Linked DNA regions of Hordeum vulgare: region 1 is linked to region 2. A link is a contact called in public Hi-C data. All regions are on one chromosome and are shown on one strand. The core of a region is the stretch at or near the end of the contact, and the rest is flanking DNA. Distances in the headings are between cores, read along the strand shown. Region 1 holds the start of LOC123440687. Region 2 holds the start of LOC123445213 (small ubiquitin-related modifier 1).

Evidence for each region. A called contact is a pair of places that touch in the nucleus more often than the background predicts.
Region 1: a Hi-C map of seedling shows a contact between it and region 2, with 3 times the contacts expected there. The contact joins the promoter of LOC123440687 here to the promoter of LOC123445213 in region 2. A contact is called at or near these places in 2 of 6 Hi-C or Micro-C datasets (leaf and seedling) and 1 of 1 datasets of contacts at active chromatin or transcription factors (embryo).

What each region holds. Positions count from the first base shown.
Region 1 is chr3H:572,204,488-572,208,272 of MorexV3_pseudomolecules_assembly, reverse strand. LOC123440687 reads right to left here and starts at 2,387. Exons shown (of 3, transcript XM_045117244.1): 1 at 2,017-2,387; 2 at 1,187-1,402; 3 at 585-1,044. The coding sequence starts at 2,326. The coding sequence ends at 938.
Region 2 is chr3H:571,971,819-571,975,387 of MorexV3_pseudomolecules_assembly, reverse strand. LOC123445213 (small ubiquitin-related modifier 1) reads left to right here and starts at 1,371. Exons shown (of 3, transcript XM_045122171.1): 1 at 1,371-1,612. The coding sequence starts at 1,529.

The DNA of each region.
Region 1 (3,785 bases), core at 1,138-3,637, 230 kb before region 2:
ACCTGAATTTTGTTGGTGGTATGCATCTTTCTTTTGTTATCGTTTGTGTATACAATCATGTACCCCAAAATTTATACTCCCTCCGTCCGGATATACTTGTCCTAAAAATGTACAAAATGGATGTATCTATAACTAAAATAAGTCTAGATACATCTATTTCTAGGACAAGTATTTCCGGACGGAGGGAGTAGTTATTATCCCAAAGAGTATAATTCTTCAGGGATTTACGTGGGTATTAGTCATACCAAGTAACCCATCTCTATGTGGCGAAATACTGAATACTTCTTCTCTCTCTCTTTTTTGAATCTCCAGCATGCATATGCATTGTGAAATACTGAATAATTGTGCATAGGATACATTCAAACCAAAAAGAAGTTGCTATTCCTAGAAAAAAATTGTAAAACCCAGGATTTCCTGTAATTAAAAAGTATACTTCTGTTTTGGTACTTCTGTAAAACCAAAAATGTCTTGCAACAAATGCACTGATTACAGATTTCACGGTGCTAGTAGGCTAGTAGCGCTAGCGTTTTGCAGGCAAAATATACCCAAGTTAGGCCAGCCATTGCTATGTTCACAGAAAGACATCGGCAAGTTTTCTGGCATTATATCAAATACAGCGATGTACACAAGAAATACTCCATTGTACAACTGTTCTAACTAGCACTGTATCCAAACCTGAAACTATTGTAACTAGCACTCTGTCTAAAAACCAGAAACTATGGCTCTGGACCAAACTAACTACATGATGGCAATGGGGAATCACTAAATCTCACTAGGCCTCTTAGCCATGCCAGTTTGTCATCATAACCCACTCTGGAGTTGTACCGAGTAACAATGACTCGCGACAAAGCGACAATCAAATCTCAGTCACTGGCATCAACTTGCAAGTTTTCTTTTGAGTAGCAGTAAAATATCAACCTGCAAGAATAGACTGGCATCACCATACTCTCTTGCACGACAGTGAGGTGACCATCTCCTCATCCGATGGCCGCTTGTCGTGACTGCTGGCGAAGCTGCAAGAGCATTTAACTGGCTGCTGTGCTTCTACTCCATTGATTATAACCAACCAATGCAATAAACCAAACAAGAACCTTTCAGATTTCAGAATATTTTGTAGATTATTGGTGAATATAAATAACTGGTTAAGATTCTTGAGAGATTTGTTTAGTTCTCAGTTGCCACTCACCAGAGCCTGAGCTGTAGTCTACTTGTTTAGTCTTCTTAGATGGACTAGCCTCGTCCAATCTGAGTCTTCTCTTCAAACCAAGGGTGATCACATCGGTAAGTAGCTCTTCGACAGCTTTTGACTGCGATGAGCTATTGTGTTGGAGCTTGCACTTCTTGGAACCATTTTCGGTCTCTAACCCAGACTTTCGCTTTGTGGACAGAAGAACTCTGGGCTCTAACAGAGATACCAATTGCAGATTCAGACCAAAATTTCGTTGAAATATCACATTGTATTTAACTTCTGCAAGTGCAGTAGACATAAAGGCGTTCTTCTAGCACTGAAAATATAACGTACTGAATCGTATGATCAGGAAATGCTGCTAAGTATTGTACTTGGTCATTGAGAAATAACACTTGATATGAGATAACTGTTTCGCAACAACCATATGCAAAAGGTTGTGAATCTATGAGGTCATATAGTGTCAAAAGTCACAAAATCAGGAACAGTATAGTTGAGTTGCTCGATGCTGGGACAGTTCCATATTCCAACGCCCTTTACTGATAATCAATATCCAAGTTAGTACTACCTGCATATTGTGTACTTATATTTTGAACTGAACAATTGGACCCTGAACAATTATTTCACTAGTTCGTTTTTTTCGCGGGAATTCTGCTATACTACATTAACGGAGCAAAAACTTCAGGGAATCAGAGAGCAAGAGGTTGGTAAATGTAGCTTCGATTCCCCTCTCGATTGCAAAATGTAGCTTTGATTGCCGAAAATTGACAGGATAGCAGTTGCTCTGTGCTTCTCTAGTACTAAGTCATAGGACAGAAAGGGAGGCGCACCTGGGGGCGAAGGCGCGGGCCCGCCATCGACGGCGACGGGCGCGGAGGGGTCGGCACCCGTGGGCTGCCCGCCCGCGGCGAAGAAGCAGAGGAGCTCGCCCCAGGTGACCGCCAAGGAGACGTAGCCAGAGCCGCAGCTGAGGAAGTAGCCGTTGAGGCCGACGGTGGCCGGGTCCAGCCCCAGCGCGAGGCCCACCTGCGCGAGGTCCACCCCGTCACCTCCCTCCACCTCGATCGCCACCGACGAGGCGGCGTCGGGCGGCGAAGCAGACCCGCGCAGGTGCACTGTCAGGAGCGACGGCGAAGCCATCGGCGGCGCTTCTGCCTCGCACTATCGCTGGTTAGATCAGGGAGAGGGGGGGGGGGGGGGGGGGGAGAGGGAGCGGAACAATGGCGTACGCTCTGGTTGCTTTCTCGCCGCCGCCGCCGCCGTTGCTGCTGGCGCGTTGTGTCGGAGTGTGGGCCGAACCTTGGACAACAATGGGTGAGCAAACGCGCACATTGGCGCTGTGACGATTGTTAGTGCGCTCCTTCGGTTGGCCCAATATTCATTTATTTTAAAAATACTAGCAAAAAAGCCCTGACGTTGCAACGGAAACAAAATTAATAAGGTTCGTTTTAAATCTTATTGCCAGTAAGGCTGAGCCAGGATTTAGGGGGGGGGGGGGGCAGGGCAAGCTGAATAAAAATTTCTAGTGTAAAAGAAAAATACTCCCTCCGTTTCAATATATAAGACCTTTTAGAGATTTCACTAAAAGACTACATACGGAACAAAATGAATGAATCTACATATCTAAAATATGTCTATGTACATTCGTATGTAGTTTATAATGTAATCTCTAAAAGGTCTTATATTTAAAAACGAAGAGAGTATTACAATGATAATATCAGATGTCCCCGAGAGGATAATATGATGTATTGCTTCGGACTATAAAAATATAGTCACACTTGTTTATTTTGAATTGCTCTATGATTACAAATAACAAAAATGTCAGGTACACTCATACTTATAGTAACTAATTATCATTATCAAGCTAACTTCACACATTAGTTCATTACACAAGGAATACTACTACTTTACTGTGATTTCATGATTAAACGATCAAATAATGCAATACAACCACAATGCAAAGCAAGCAGCAACTAGGCCTCAATTGGTACATATATATGCAAAATTTAGAGTATAGAATGTAGTCAGAAATACTCACCAAATTCTGAAGAATTGATGAGCACTCACGGCGGTAGTTTCTTGGGTCTTCAGAAATGATGACTGCTGCGTCGCGGCGGCGCCGCCTCAATCAGATTGGGAGAAACCGTATGGGGGTAGCTGACGGGAATGGGCACTTAACGTGATAGCCTGGGAGCGGAGTAGGCCTAGAGTGGGCCTTCCTATGGACATTTCTTTAGAGAGTTTGCATTAATTAGATTTTGGGGGGCCAGCAGCCCATCACGAAGAGTTTATCTCTAATTACTGCGTAGCTGGTAAGCAAAGTCTGGATCGATAGGGGGGCCAGGCCCTGCTCGCCCCCCTGTCTCGGCGTTTCCTATTTAACGCTGCAGGCACCCGTTTGTGTGCATTTTCGCAAACTGACGCTTATATTATCCTATGATGGGCCGGCCCATTATACTGTGTATTTTAATACTCCACAAGTTATGTTGTCGGTGGGATTCAGACCAGGGACAACCGGTTTCCAAGACGACGTGCAAACAATCCGGACACGTACTAGGATGAGGTTGATTTAATTATTTACTTTTTATTGCTTACTAGC
Region 2 (3,569 bases), core at 122-2,621:
TAAGCTGAGGTGGCTGCGTAACCATCCTATTGCATTCGAACTAATTAGTAATAGCTATTTATATTGGTCATTATCAACTAGAAATAAGGTAGTGGCCGGTGTTGTCCGCTTTACGACCATTTCCAGTTAGGAAGTTACGACCTTTCTGATGAAAATGGTTGTTAGTTTTTGGGGTTAGGACCCCTCCGGACAGCTTACGACCAATTGGTCTTAAATGATCGTAGATTTACGACCATTTCTGCCAGCGTCACTGCCAGAAGGTCGTTAGTTGACATATTTCTTATAGTGGTTTCCTGAAACTCGAGCATTGTTTCAGGAAAGCGGTCCTGAAGCTGGGGCTCCTCACCTCTGTCCTGCTCTCCTCCGCCCGTTCCCGACGAGTCCCCATCGCCACGTGCCATGGAGGAGCTGAGCCGCCAACGGCCGGTGCCTCACGCCGCCTAGCGTCGTCGGATCCGCGCCATCCCGCTTTCCTCCGCCCGGCCCTACGCCCCAGATGTCGTCCCACCCTTCCTTACGCCCCCGATGCCGGCCGCTCGCCCCGACGTCGGCCGACCCTCCGCCCCCCGCCGCACACCCTCCGTCCCCGATGTCGGTCGGCCCTTCCCTCCCCCCATCCTTCCCCCACCCCGTCCCGCGAAGCCGCTCCCGTCGCAGCCCCTCCGCCCCTGATGCCAACCGACCCTCCCCTCCCCCCCCCACGCCGCCAGCCGCTCGCCCCCCACGCCGGCGGGCCCTCCGCACACTGCTAGCCGCACCAACAACGGTTGCAAAAATTTCTGCAACATGACCTTTTATTGCAAAAGTTTTCTGCAATATGACGTGTGTTGCAAAATTTCTCCCGCAACAACACCTATGCTGCAGAAAGACGAAGAAAAAAATTCTGCAAAAAAACGATTGTTTCTGGAACTAGACCGTTGTTTCAGTAATTAATGGGTCCAAAGTTTATTTTTTCGCAACAAAGTGATTGTTTCTGTAACTCGGTCGTCGTTTTAAAAATTATTGGGTGTCCAGCACGCACGGATCGAACGGTTACGCACATAGATCGAACAGTCGTCGAGGTGACGGATATTTACTAAACATTCACACGTGGATGCGTAGCAGCCTCCTTTTTAAAATCGTCTCAGAAAAAAAGACTCACGGATTGTATGGGACCCGCGGCATCGGTCCCGATTCCCGCGTGTGAATCACGCACGCGCGGCCCACGAGGCGACAGGCGGACGGGCGGATTGGTGGGTTCCCGAACAGCCCGCGCCGTAGCCCGTCAATCCATCGGACGCGCGGAGCTACGCGGCCCACACACGCAGGCTTGCAGAGGAAGAGGAAGGGGAAGGGATCGCGGACGCGAGGGCCCGTTATCAAATCCGGCTCTGAGCAGCCGCCCTATAAGATCCGCCGGGTCCGCCTGCTCCCGGCGGCACACCCCGAGAAAACACCAGCAGCCGCGATCGCCGGACCTTCCTCGTTCGTTCCTCCCGGCGACGCTGCTGCAGATCGATCCTACGACCCGCGAGGGGCCACCGAGGGGATGTCGACGCCCGGCGGGGAGGAGGACAAGAAGCCGGCGGGCGAGGGCGGCGGCGCCCACATCAACCTCAAGGTCAAGGGACAGGTCCGTCCCCCCGGTTCCTTCCTTCCTTCTCTGCCTGCTTCCCTCCTCTGTGCCCATCTTCAGATTTCCCTAGTCGCCATCGCTCTTTGTCCCTAGGTGTCCAAGGATATAGATTCCCTTGTAGAATCGCGTAGGCCGCTCTGGTTTTGGATCAGGGACACGCCATCCCAGTAGTTCCTGCCATCTGCGCGTCCGTGGAATCGCCAGTGCACGACGTACATGTAGATGATTGATAAGCCTGCGTTATCTTATGATTGAACTCTGAAGAATAGAGAAAACACATCCAGATGCCGGGTTTCTCTTTTGGGGGTAAACAATGGGGCAACAGTAGCAAGATGAAACACTAGAACCCAACACCGGGATCCTTGCCTGCCTTATCGCTTCAGAATATTTTGCAGTAAGATGTGCCTTCTGTGCCGGCGTTTTGTCTGCTGAACAGTGAAGCAAGCCAATTTTCTGTTAACGTGGTCCTATTTTGTTCTTTTGTCAGGTAGATACCGTTTTGTTGCAACCATTGTATGCTGTTGTCAGTGAGCTCTTTGAGCATGTCAAATGTTTTTATGTTCTGTATTCATTCACATGGAAAATTGTAGTGCTAGTGAGCTTTTATCGAATGGAGGTGATTGAATCCAGTTTCTGTTGGCAAAACTTTGACAGAGAATCTAGTTTATTACTGGTCATTGTTGGTAATCTACAGTTGTGAAGTGACTGCCAGCAGTAACACTTTTCCGCACCAAATAGTTAGGCAAAAGTTTTATGTGAACTTCTTTGTTCTGTTAGTATAATGTCAATAGACAGATGTTTGTAGTGACAAATTGGTAAAGCTTGCCAAACCAACAAATTTGAGGTTGTTTGGTTTGAAAAAGTGTCTTAACAATATGCTTGCTAATTTAAGGACAGCGCGAGGCTTTTGTTTTTTCTGGTTTAATTAGGACAACCATAGTGTTGCTGAACATTTTCATCAAATGAAAGTGATTGAATCCAGTTTCTGGTAACAAAAGTTATCAACAGTCTTATATAATATACGTTGATCACTGTCTTGTTGAAGTGACTACCAGAACGATTACTTTCAGACCACATTGTTAGGACAAAGTTCTGTTTTAAGCATCTCTATTCTGTTAGTATAATGTCAAATAGACAGATGTTGGTAGTGACAAGTTTGTAAAGCTTGCCAACCAAAAAAATTGAGGTTGTTTGGTTTGAAAAATTGTCTTAAAAATATGCTTGCTAATTGAAGGACAGTATGAGCCTTTTTTTTTTTGGTTTAATCAGAACAACTCTAGTATTGCTTTCATCAAATGAAGGTGATTGAAACAGTTTTTGGTAGCAAAAATTGTCAACAGTGAGAATTTATCATACATTGGTCACTGTCTCTGTCGAAGTGTCCACCAGAACGAACACTTTCAGATCAAATAGTTAGGCAAAAGTTTCTTTTGAAGCATCTCTATTCTGTTACCAGTTTAGACATATTTTAGTAACTTGCAGTTGGCAAAGCCATCCAAACCAAATAATAGGGTGGTTTATTGTAGAATGTCCGAACAATATGTTTATTTTCGGGTATTTGGGTTTAGAGGCCAAAGCATCAGATACTTTTTCGGGTAGTTGGGTACTTTGGCCTGTCATGACTTGTTTATCCATCCCTTAATATATCCCTTTGTGAATACCAAGGCATCAGATTTTTTTTTCATAATACTTGGTTTCATGTTAAAAAAATACATTTGTTGTAATACCCTCGTATGAACATGTGTCACAACATCATTTAAAATTAAAAAAGGTAGTACTCTAGATACTGGTTAGCAGCACCTCTTGGTAAAAACAGACTACATTCAGTGATCAAACTGAAAGCATGCACTGCTTGGTGCAAGTATGTTTCCATGTTGCAGGAATTTTGCAGTTGATGATTGTGTTATTTCAGTAGTTACAGTAGGATGATGTGTTGATGTCTGCTTTTACTTCT